Regions from separate parts of the Mus musculus genome. Here all the other regions are linked to region 1. Evidence: chromatin contacts called from public Hi-C and Micro-C data. All regions are on one chromosome and are shown on one strand. Each heading gives the region's core, a stretch centred on a gene start, on an enhancer-like site or on the middle of the called end of the contact. The rest is flanking DNA. Distances are from core to core; before and after follow the strand shown.

The links. Hi-C and Micro-C count contacts between places; a contact is called where the count stands out from the background.
Region 2: a Micro-C map of muscle stem cells shows a contact between it and region 1, with 6 times the contacts expected there. The contact joins the enhancer-like site here to the promoter of Runx1 in region 1. A contact is called at or near these places in 3 of 39 promoter capture datasets (the 3T3-L1 cell line and the C10 cell line), 3 of 15 datasets of contacts at CTCF or cohesin (the NIH/3T3 cell line, large pre-B cells and pro-B cells), 18 of 484 Hi-C or Micro-C datasets (the C10 cell line, the C2C12 cell line, CD4 T cells and 12 more) and 3 of 115 datasets of contacts at active chromatin or transcription factors (the SCID.adh cell line, large pre-B cells and regulatory T cells).
Region 3: a contact with region 1 is called in a Hi-C map of muscle stem cells, with 1.9 times the contacts expected there. The contact joins the enhancer-like site here to the promoter of Runx1 in region 1. A contact is called at or near these places in 4 of 484 Hi-C or Micro-C datasets (double positive thymocytes, embryonic stem cells, muscle stem cells and 1 more) and 2 of 9 other capture datasets (adipose tissue and liver).

Annotation. Positions count from the first base shown.
Region 1 is chr16:92,824,454-92,827,878 of GRCm38.p6, reverse strand. Runx1 (runt related transcription factor 1) reads left to right here and starts at 1,805. Exons shown (of 8, transcript NM_001111021.2): 1 at 1,805-1,945; 2 at 2,175-2,290. The coding sequence starts at 2,233.
Region 2 is chr16:92,928,368-92,931,792 of GRCm38.p6, reverse strand. No RefSeq gene overlaps it. Among named protein-coding and RNA genes, the nearest start is that of Gm41499, 27 kb to the left of the region's middle. Within about 2 kb of position 1,517, at least 43 of the 459 cell types and tissues checked have an H3K27ac peak or open chromatin away from gene starts, as enhancers often do. A contact at or near this core is called in the C2C12 cell line and muscle stem cells, where this site is marked.
Region 3 is chr16:92,739,008-92,742,432 of GRCm38.p6, reverse strand. The region is part of intron 2 of Runx1 (runt related transcription factor 1); the gene reads left to right. Among named protein-coding and RNA genes, the nearest start is that of Gm30281, 21 kb to the left of the region's middle. Within about 2 kb of position 1,917, at least 21 of the 459 cell types and tissues checked have an H3K27ac peak or open chromatin away from gene starts, as enhancers often do. A contact at or near this core is called in double positive thymocytes and muscle stem cells, where this site is marked.

The DNA.
Region 1 (3,425 bases), core at 556-3,055:
CCAGCTGCAGCTACAGGCTTGGATCCTGGGATCTCTCCAAGGCAGAGCAGGGGTAGAAGATAACACAACCTGGCTGGAGATCCTACTAGGGGATGGGGGCAGGGGTGGAATTTGTTTAAAAGCAACAGCACAGAGACTTGAATAATGGGGATTATATTAACAAGGGATTTGAATAATGGGGATTATATTAACAAGGGATTTGAATTGAGAGGCAACGTGAAGCGCACGTTGTGTTTAGATATTAATAAGCTTCATAAAAGACGGGCAGCCACTGTTTTTCAAGTGTGAGCCAAGTGTGGGTATTGGCTGCTAACTGCTCAGAGAGGCTGGGAGAAAGAAATGCCTAGGTTTCTAATTCCTGCCTAGGTTAAAATAGGATTAAGTAAAAATGGAGTCTGGTCCTTTGGAAAGACCTGTATCATTAATACCCTGGGTCTCTACTGTGTGTGCAAAATTATCTCCATGAAAACCAAATGAGAGTTCCCTCTGGGGCTCAGACTTAGAGAAGTACCTTGCATGCCTGGAATTTGGGACCCAGGGCTGGCACTTGGAGCTACGCTGCTCAAGGCCCAGCCTCTCATCGGGCATCACCTCGAAATGGAGGGAAACTGAACAGAGGAAAAGGAAGACCCAAGTAAGGAAAGGAAGGCCAGGCCCTGCCTGGGGATCCCAGGAAGACTAAGGCTTCACTTCTCAGCAAGTAAAACAGATAGAACGAAGAGGTCAATAGGTGGAGGTGAACAGAAGAGCTCACACCCACAGAATCATCTTGTCTTTATTGTCTGTCCCCTGACCATGTGACTTCTGGAGGCTGAAGGGCTGTGTAATATCCCCCTCCGGGGGCTGGCCAGGAGGAGGCAGGATCTTGGGTAGTCACAAGTTACTCTTCATGGATTCAAAGAGTAATTATCCCTAGCAGGGTGACTTGGCCCATTTCTTTGAGTGGAGCTCGGAAAGGCTACCAGTAGGCTTTATTGGTACAAACAATGAACAGATAGCTGCCCACAGGCCACAGCTCTGCTGAGTGAGGAAATTCTCCTCCTTTGCTCTCCACAAAACTTCCTAATGCAAGCGAGCGTGGGAACTGGTGCCAGTGTGAAGAGAACGCCACTGTTTCCTCTACTTACCAAGAGATGTCCATGCTAAGCCTATCCGCCAAGGGGAAAGCCAAGGACAACATCATTTGGGTTTTGATCAAAGTGGTCTTTTCATCCCACAATTAAAACGTGTCATACTGTTCCCAAGCTTTGAGATGTCAGTAGGTTGCCAGCCTAGCCCTCCCAGGATCAGCCACTCACGGAAAAGGGCTCTTGGTCTTCTTTTCTAACTTTTCTGTCTCACTTGCTTTCACCAAGAACCCAGCTCTCCCGAGCTGGTGCCCAGCATTTAAGTGATGAGAGCCGCATCCGGGCTCAGCAGCAAGTTGGTGCCAACGTTGAATTGCTGTTGAATAAACAGCAAGGCAATCTTTATCTAAATAATCAGTTGTTCCTCAAACCACAAATAACAACAGGATCTGAAAGCCACCAAATCCGCACAGGACAGAGAGAGCAAGAAAAGACTGAGGCAGGGGATTTCTGTTTGCTTGTTTGTTGTGCTTTTTTTTCTCTTACAGCCCCTCTCTGCTAAGCTCTGCTCAACTGTTTCCTTACACAGCCTGGGGGAGGGCAGGTGGAGGGCAGGAAGGGCATAGCTCAGAAAGTTTAAAAAAAAAAAATTGACATCACTTAAGTCACGTGATTGGCAAGAGCCAATGGCGGTGGGCTGTGGAAAGGGGAACAGTTAAATTTGTAATTTGGGTTGTGTGAAAACTTCTTTGGACCTCATAAACAACCACAGAACCACAAGTTGGGTAGCCTGGCAGTGTCAGAAGTGTAAGCCCAGCACAGTGGTCAGCAGGCAGGACGAATCACACTGAATGCAAACCACAGGCTTTCGCAGAGCGGTGAGCAGTTCAACCCACAGCATAGGCGGTGCTTTCGTCTTTTTTTTTTCCTTTTTTTAATCTTTAACAATTTGAATATTTGTTTCTGCAATAATTCTTTCCCCCACCCCCACCCCATAGGACCCATGGAGTACCAGAAGTGTTAGGGTTGGGGGTAGAAAGAGACGTGGGGAGCCATGGTGGGAGGTGAGGTCAGAGTAAGTGACATTTCTTGGTTTTTGCTCTGAAGGTGAAAGAAATTATAGAATCCCCCGCCTTCAGGAGAGGTGCGTTTTCGAAAGGAAACGATGGCTTCAGACAGCATTTTTGAGTCATTTCCTTCATATCCACAGTGCTTCATGAGAGGTGAGTACGCTGGTCTTTTTTATATCTGATTTTGCTCAGCTTTGCGCAGACTAAGATGGCAGCCCGTGGACCCTCCGGTGCCTGCCTGAAGTCCCTGCCTGCTTGTGGGGGGAGGAATTCAAACAGAGGCTGTTGACTCTGAGACCACGAGATTATTATTTGTCAGACGCCGTGCTGCGGGGATGTTTTAATAAATGCTTAGGCTGTTGAAATATTTGGTCGCTGGGTGAAAGTTGTGTCAAGTGCTCTGAGCCGCTCTCAGTTAAAGTCCCAGAGATTAGAAGGCTGGCGCGGAGGACACTCTTTGGGTTTTATCTGGCTGTGCCTTGCTCTGAATGATTCGCTTGCACTTACTCTGATGGCAGCAAGCTGTCTGGCCCTGGTTCTGAGTTTGGCTTGCCCCTGGGTTTAGCAGGCTCAGTACTTAGCTGGCCGGAAGAGCCGGTGCCAGCAGAGTGGTCTCCGAGAGGCAGCTCACAGGTATACCTTGGATCAGTGCGGAGATTTCAGGGCCAAAGTGGCAAGTCCACAGAGGGCAGGATTTGGGCAGACTCGTTCTGGGAAAAGCCATCAGAAGATGCTGTGTTGTGCTGTGGTTTTTCTTTCAGCCTCAATTGAAAGAGGCAGCCGGCATTGCTCAAGACAGAAAGCCAGCAAGTTGTGGTACACAGTCTCTCTCAGAAAGAACTATGAAGCCATTTCCTAAGTCCACGCACTGTCACAGCAGAAATTACTAGATTACAGACTTATGGGTTGGCACCACGTAGGTCCCTGAACCTTCCTGCATTTTTTACAGCGGCCTTATGGAACTTACAATGCTGGAGTTCAGCCATAGTGCCCATGTGGGCTTGGTGGGTCTTTCAGGATGAGGACTGAGCTTAAGTAAAGAAAAACAGTGGCATAAAGAGCTCACAAAGACGTGGCCGTGTATCAGGACGTGTAGCTTGTGGTATGATGCTCTGGCAGAGCTAAAATGGAGTGGGATGGGATGGGGAAGAAATCATTTGTTTTCTGGATACAAATTATGTGCACACCCAGCCAGTATCTGTGAATCATTATTTATTCATACAGCCAAATGAGTAGGGGAATTCGAGGGCTTGCTGGCGACTTTGTCACAACAAAGGCTATTGAGGTT
Region 2 (3,425 bases), core at 268-2,767, 100 kb before region 1:
CTATTCAGAGCCCAGCTTCTTAAACTGCGGGTCATAACCCTATATGGGGAGTAATGAAAGATCTGACAACAGCACAGAGCTTCTGAATATGCAAAAGCCAAATATTAAGGCCAAAGAAAATGTGTGACAAATCCTAAATCTCATCCTGCAACTCCACAGTGACTCTTGTCCTGAACCCAACTTGAGCATTGAGCACAGTGGATGCCTTCCTATCATATAAAACTAAAAAATGCTGCCCAAACACCTTGGCTCAGATTCTACATTATTGTATGTTATGAGCTATAGTATTTTTATTGAGATATATACAAGGTGTTCTGTTTGTATAGAAGCATAAAGGTCCAATTACAGAAAGCTGAGCCACTCGGTCCTTCTCTGCTGCCATTCCTGGGTGAACCAAGTTCAAACAATGAGGAATTGGTTTGTGTCAAAGTTTTGATTTTAAGAGTTACTAACTTGAGTCACATTAAAATATATCTAGATGTAGTTTGGCTTGGGGTTAATACAAAATTTCCGACAGTGTGAGAAATGGCTCTTACAATCTTCCTCCCATCTCGTGCTGCAAACTCATGTGAAGTACCACTCTCAGCATTGACAGTTATTGAATCGAAGCATCAGTCAACATTGAAGCTATTCCATAGCTGTGCCAGGTGAGACATTCAAACAAGATGTAATTCTTTAGGGAAATAGAAATATGTATATCATCTCATTGATGTACACATTGGCTTTCTCCTTAAATAAACGATAGAATCATATTTTCACCAAAGTGATGTTATAAAATTTATTTCTTTATTAATTGTCATCAGTGAATGTTTAATTTGGTGAGTGGGTGGTTGTTGACATAGGGTCTCATGTAGCTAAGGCTGGCCTCCAACTCACAATGTATCTAAAGCTGGCTTTGAACAGGTGACCCTCCTGCTTTCACCTTCCAAGTACTGGGATTAATTATATGCATGCATCACTGTGCTCAGCTAACTGTTTCATCTTATACTTATTTTATACACCTGTATACAAGAGTGGCTATAACATACATCTTAGGTAAAAGGGGTCTTGAGTGCCAAATTATCAAAAGCCTGGAGCACAGAGGTTCAACCATGAAATGCACAACCCACCTTTCAGAACAATTCTCTCCCTTAGTCCTTTCTCTGGATTTTGTAACGCTGGTTGTTTCTTGACACCCTCCAGCCCCCATGATTGCTTGAGCTGCCTAACAAGCTGGTTAACTTTGGAAGCACTTTGTGCCTCTCCTGTTTGGCCTCCCCAGCTTCCATTTTACAACTGAAGTCCCACTTGTCTTTGGCATGGGCTTGCTGGGCCCTGAGTGTGCACAGCACGGGTGCAGAGCAGGTTAAGCCTGCAGATGTCCCCGCACTCATCCCCCAAAGGCTTCTTGGCCCAGTCTGGCATTGTCCATTGGACATGGGGTGCAGTTGGAATGCTAGGGACACCTGTTGAAGCTGTGGTGCACAATGCCCAATTCAAGTCTCCTGTGAGTCACCCAGCACAAGCTCCTGACTGAGCTGCCTTTGCGTCTGTGTCACAGGATGCCCTGCCCGGCATGATCCTTGCTGGCATGAGTGGTGCATTCCACTGCAATTAGTGAGATTTTGTCAGATTTTTCAACTCCAGCAACCTGCCAAAGAAAGTTGAAGAAGGAGGAGAGAAGGAGAAGGAGGAAGAAGAGGAGGAGGTGGAGATGAAAAAGGAAGAGGAGGAGGAAGAAGAAAGAAGAGGAGGAGCAGGAGGAGGAGGAAGAAGAAGAGGAAGAGAAAAGGGAGAAGCAGGAGAATGAGCAGGAGGAAGAGGGAAAGGAGGAGGAGGAGGAAGAGGAGGAGGAAGAAGAGAAAGAAATCTGTAGTAAAGGTCTCTCAGTCCTGTGAAGAGAGCCTGTTGGCCAGCTGTAAATTTTCAACAAGTTGTACAGATGCCCTTGGACAAAATGTGACATCTCTGTGACACTATGGGTGCCCATCTATGGATACAGGGAAACTCTGAAGGAGGAGGATGTTGTGAAGCAAGGTGTCTGCAGATTTCTGAGACCCCTTCAGCATGTCTGCTGCATTGTCTCAGAAGCCTGCTCCTTCCCTCCTCACCTACAGCTGACGGGTGGACACAGGCTCTAGATCCTTGCTGACACTCTAGAGCAGTATCACAATGGCAGAAATCCTAACTAAGATTCCTTGGTGTGTACCATATACGGCTGTGGAGCTTCTAGTAGGAAGCAAATACCCAGACACTAAGTGCTTGAATCTGCCTAGAGTAACCACCTTCAGCCCAGGAAACTAATCAAGGCTGGAACACATGTGAACTGGCAAGCCCTAGGTTTGAAGGATAAGTGGGAAAGAGTGTCATCCTAGAGTCTGTTGGGGGAAGAATGGATAAAAGAAAGAGTGAGTGAAAGGCAGGTCTGGACCAGATGACCTGGTTTCCTGAGGAACCAGTGAGGTAGGGGGAGGACCAATCATTGTTTGAGTTATTGATGCAAATGGGACACCCAATGCAGTGGTGTTTGGAGGGTGGGAAGGAAGGTGCATTTGGAGTCTCCCTGTGCAAGACAAGAGATAGTGTATTCACTGGGGAGATAACTCTCTTTGTAGAGAGAAGGCTTGAGTCTCAGTGTCCTTACAGAGAGGTAAGGCTTCTCTTACCCAAGAGAGTCATCCCTTCATGTGCAGCAGACATAGCTCCCAGCAGCTAGAAACACCTGCATCCTTTGGTTCCTCCAAATCTCTGTTCATTCCAAGGCCAGGCTACAGAACGAGCTTCCTAATGAAAGAGGAGGAGGATGGAGTTCATGGACACTCTGGTTGGATCTTCACCTTCGATTCTGTGTGGCAACCTGGCTTCAGGGTGGCATTCCATGGTGCCCACTTGTGCCGTGGCTTGATGCTGCACGAACCAGCTAGAAAAACCTGGCAAGCATGGGTCTCAAGTGGTGAATAATTTCGAGATCTGACATCTCTGAGCACGGGTTCTCCCTTTAGCCTTCTGAGGCCCGCACTGCTTGAGGAACATCACAGCAGAGAGGCAGAGGTTGAGAGGAGTGTGGGAAGGAAGACGCCCTCCTCTGACTATCTGACTATACTTCTCATACCACCCCAAGATGGACCCTGCACACCCCAGGCTGCAGCAAGCCATCAACATGACAGGGATTCAGGGGCCTGACTTGGTCTTCCCACGTGTGCTCAAGCTGTTTCCCCTGCCTGGGGAGTGAGGAGGGGGGGTGCGGGGGGGGGGGGGGACTGGAGACTTTCACACCTCCTTCCTCTGTCGCTCCGATACCTTCCACATGTGGGACACAAGGGAGGCCAAAACCTTTTCCTTCTTTGACTGGGCTGATTGATTTCACATGCCCACTCCATGTGTGTCTGGGCTGCCGGAGGATCTGACACGCCCATCACCCATCTGCTCACGCTTAGAGAGGGCAG
Region 3 (3,425 bases), core at 668-3,167, 86 kb after region 1:
CTGTCAAAGAAAATCAACTTTTAAAATCATCATAATTATTCCTCTTGTACTATTTTACTCTTCCTGTGCGTTTATGACTTGGTTTGAGAAATTCTAGATGTTGATGACGAATGTAAAACTCATTTAACTGGGACACTAAAGAACTAATGAATGCTTGCCACTTGGTAGACCACAGGCAATCCTTTACTGATGGTCCAAGAATTCTGGGCTTGTCCTTCTATAGAAGCTGGCATTATTAACTTGCCTCATAAATCATTAATGGTTCTCTGTTCTACTGACAGCTCCCATTCCACAAGGTTCTCAATAGCCACCTTCGGGCATCCTTCCACAGCTCCACAGCCCGTGCCCATCCCCTGGACGCGCAAAGCAAGAGCACTTGGCATTAACTGTATGCTGAAAGATGCTAACACTATTTTTTGACACTGTAAAGAATCCAGAAAACATAATGAAGTTGAAGCATTGCTCTCTCATTGCTGCTGATTTCTCTTTAAACTCAAAACAAAAGCAAATATTAAAGAGAGAGGCATAGCTCGGTTAAGTTGCACAACTGCTGGCCTAGTCTGAAAGCACTTCTCTGGGAAGAAGACTTTAAAAAAAAAAAACAATAGAAACAAAACCTGGAAACAGAGTGATCCAAAGATCATAGAACTTGAAATGTTCCAGAATTTTCAAAAAACACCCGTGTAGAATTTGTTTCGGGTCTAGCATCCCTGTGATGTGTAGCTCTGCTTCCAAAGGCTGTTGTTCTTGCAGATGTGTTCTGAGACACTGCTGAGCAGATGATAAACCCTGCCAGCCAGCCCCTCTTATGGCCCAGAGAATCCTTGGTGCCTTTGTTATAAAGCTCAACTCCTTGGTGCACAAGGCTGAACTCTGGGGCCCAGCTGCTGTCGGTTTGAGGTGCCTGACATGGGGACAGGAGCCTTCTATGTCTTTCGACTCCAGCACGGCAGCTGTACTTCAGTTTGGTGGGGCACATCCTCTCTTACACGTTTCCTGCTATGAAAGGGGGTACCCTTGCCACATGTGTCACAGCAGGCAGGATGATCTTCACCAACAGAGGCCATTCGGTGTCCAATTCGGCCGTAGATAAAGCCATGAGTGAGCATGCAAGAAGGAAACTGAGGCAGGAGGATAAAGTCGGGTCATCAGATGCTTTGTCTACTCCGTAGCTTGGAGAGAAGGGAAGTGTATTCATTGACCGCAGCTAAATGATGAGTTACCTTATTTAATGAGTGATTCCTTTGGGTGATGATCTTATAGAAATGCATAAGGTCCATTAGGGTTCTCACTATAGGTCACCATTTACATATTTATCTGAAGCATCAAATGATCATGAGTTAGTTCTGATCTACTCAAACAGTCCACCTGTAGACCTTTGGTGAAGACAGCATTCAGAGTATGGAATGTGTTTTCAGAGGAATCGAATCTAGACAAAAAGAACTCAGAATTACTCTGGCCAGGAGGGTATGTACAGCTTCTTTTGGTCTCGTTGTTTGGCCAGATAAGCAGTGAAACCGGCACCATGCTTCCTGGGGCGATCATCTGGCTGTCTCTTTAAGGGTTGTCATCAGGAAGCCTTTCCATTTGGCACTTTGGGCCAAGACGTAGTGAGACATTATTATTAAATGCTAATATCGAATGCACACACCAAAAAAAAAAATGTGTTGAGAGGAAAGAGGGTAGCATTTGCTTTAGAGATTTTAATGAAGGGCTGAGTTTCCACCCTCTTGTTTAAACAAGGTCTATTCAGCATTTGACAGATGTGGTATTTGGCAGGTCAGAAGGATGCCCGCGTATAGGAAAGCATTCATTTCCAAGAATCAAAGACAAGGAGAGTGAATTCGGAGCAGAGACAAAATTGAGAGGAGATAAACAAAGCCGGTCTCGCTGGAGCCTCAGCAAGATGTCAGGCTAGGAGAACTCAGGCTCAAGAGGGAAGAAACTGATTCCAACTTCTCCTTCTAATGAGAACTAATTTAGCCCTAAATTAGAAACAGGAATAGTTGAGATAAATATTAAGTTCTGAGAGAGGACTTGCCGACTTTTCTGTTTTGATAGAGATGAGAAAGGGACCAAGGTTTATTCCCTCAGAAACACAGTTGGTGGGAGACTATTTCAGAATAAAGTCACACGTGCGGTCTCATCTGTCCTGGCGTGACGAGCTTTTCAGCGTGAATACCGCCTCTGACTCATGGCTTACTAATTGATCCTGCTCATCAAAACCGTGACTTTAGAGACTGTGAGTCTCTGGAGCAGAGCCTTGTAGAGCTGAAATGCGGGCTGCCTGCAGGGTGTGAGGCCTCAGCAGCTCATGACTGCAGAGCTGAGATGTTTGGGAAAGGCATGGAAAGAAGGAGGCGCTTAGTCTGACCCCTAATTTCTCTGAGACTGTGGCAGCGTCCGTGAGCCAAACTGGGTGCAACTCTTGTGAAAGGAAGTAAAACCCCCAGCTGGTATTTTCTACAGAAAAATAAGAGAGAGATGGAAGGGGGTGGCCGAGTTATCAGGACCTTTTCTCCTTCCCGCACCCAGGGAGTAGCTCATGACTCTCCTTTCTGTTTGTTCTCGGGCCTTCTCAGCAGCCAGTGGTCAAACTGGACACTAAGAAAAAAAATTAATCCACACAGAGCCCATTTTTCAGATTTGTTAAACTGAGGAAAACGATTCTTTCCATGAGATAGGTTGATCTGAAGTCTAAAGTGACTGCGGAGAGGTAAGCTCTCTCAGGTGTGCCCAGGGCTCGGAACATTGACACTGGAGAACAAAAGAGAAATGAATGGATTAAGTTACTGCTGGGTTTTCAGAGACATCCCAGGGACCACCATTTACAGAGAATTTCAGCACAACAATAGATTATTGTGTTTTTTTTTTTTTTATTTTGGTTTGGTTTGGGTTTTTTTTTTTTTTTTTTTTTTTTTTTTTTTTTTTTGCCTACAGCCACCCTGTTACAATGGCACATTACCAGGTCCATTTGTGTTTTTAAAATATTACAGTAACAGCAACAGCAACAATAATAAAGCCTAATTGTTTGAGTCTTCAGAAAAGACTGCTTGAAAGGAAGAATGGTGCATTAGTCAGCCTACAGAATAAATGATAACCTGCCCTTTGATTCAATGAGTCTTTATTAGGTGACAAAGATTGGGTCCATGTGTGTGTGATGCGGTGCGCCTTGGGCTAGGCCTCTGTCTGAGACACCGCACGCCTAGGTCAGGGCACAATAGGACCCTTTGTCTCTGCTCCAGGCAGGATTTTTTTTTTAAGGAAAGAAGAAGAAGAAACAGAGAATCCACTTCAGCCTTTAAATCAAATTTACCTTCTGCCCCCTTCTCCCCAATAAAACACCATAAATAGCCTGGATGAAGGTGGAACTTCTAAACTGACAAGCACTTCTATGAAAATTCTGAAGATATTCTATGCTCCGC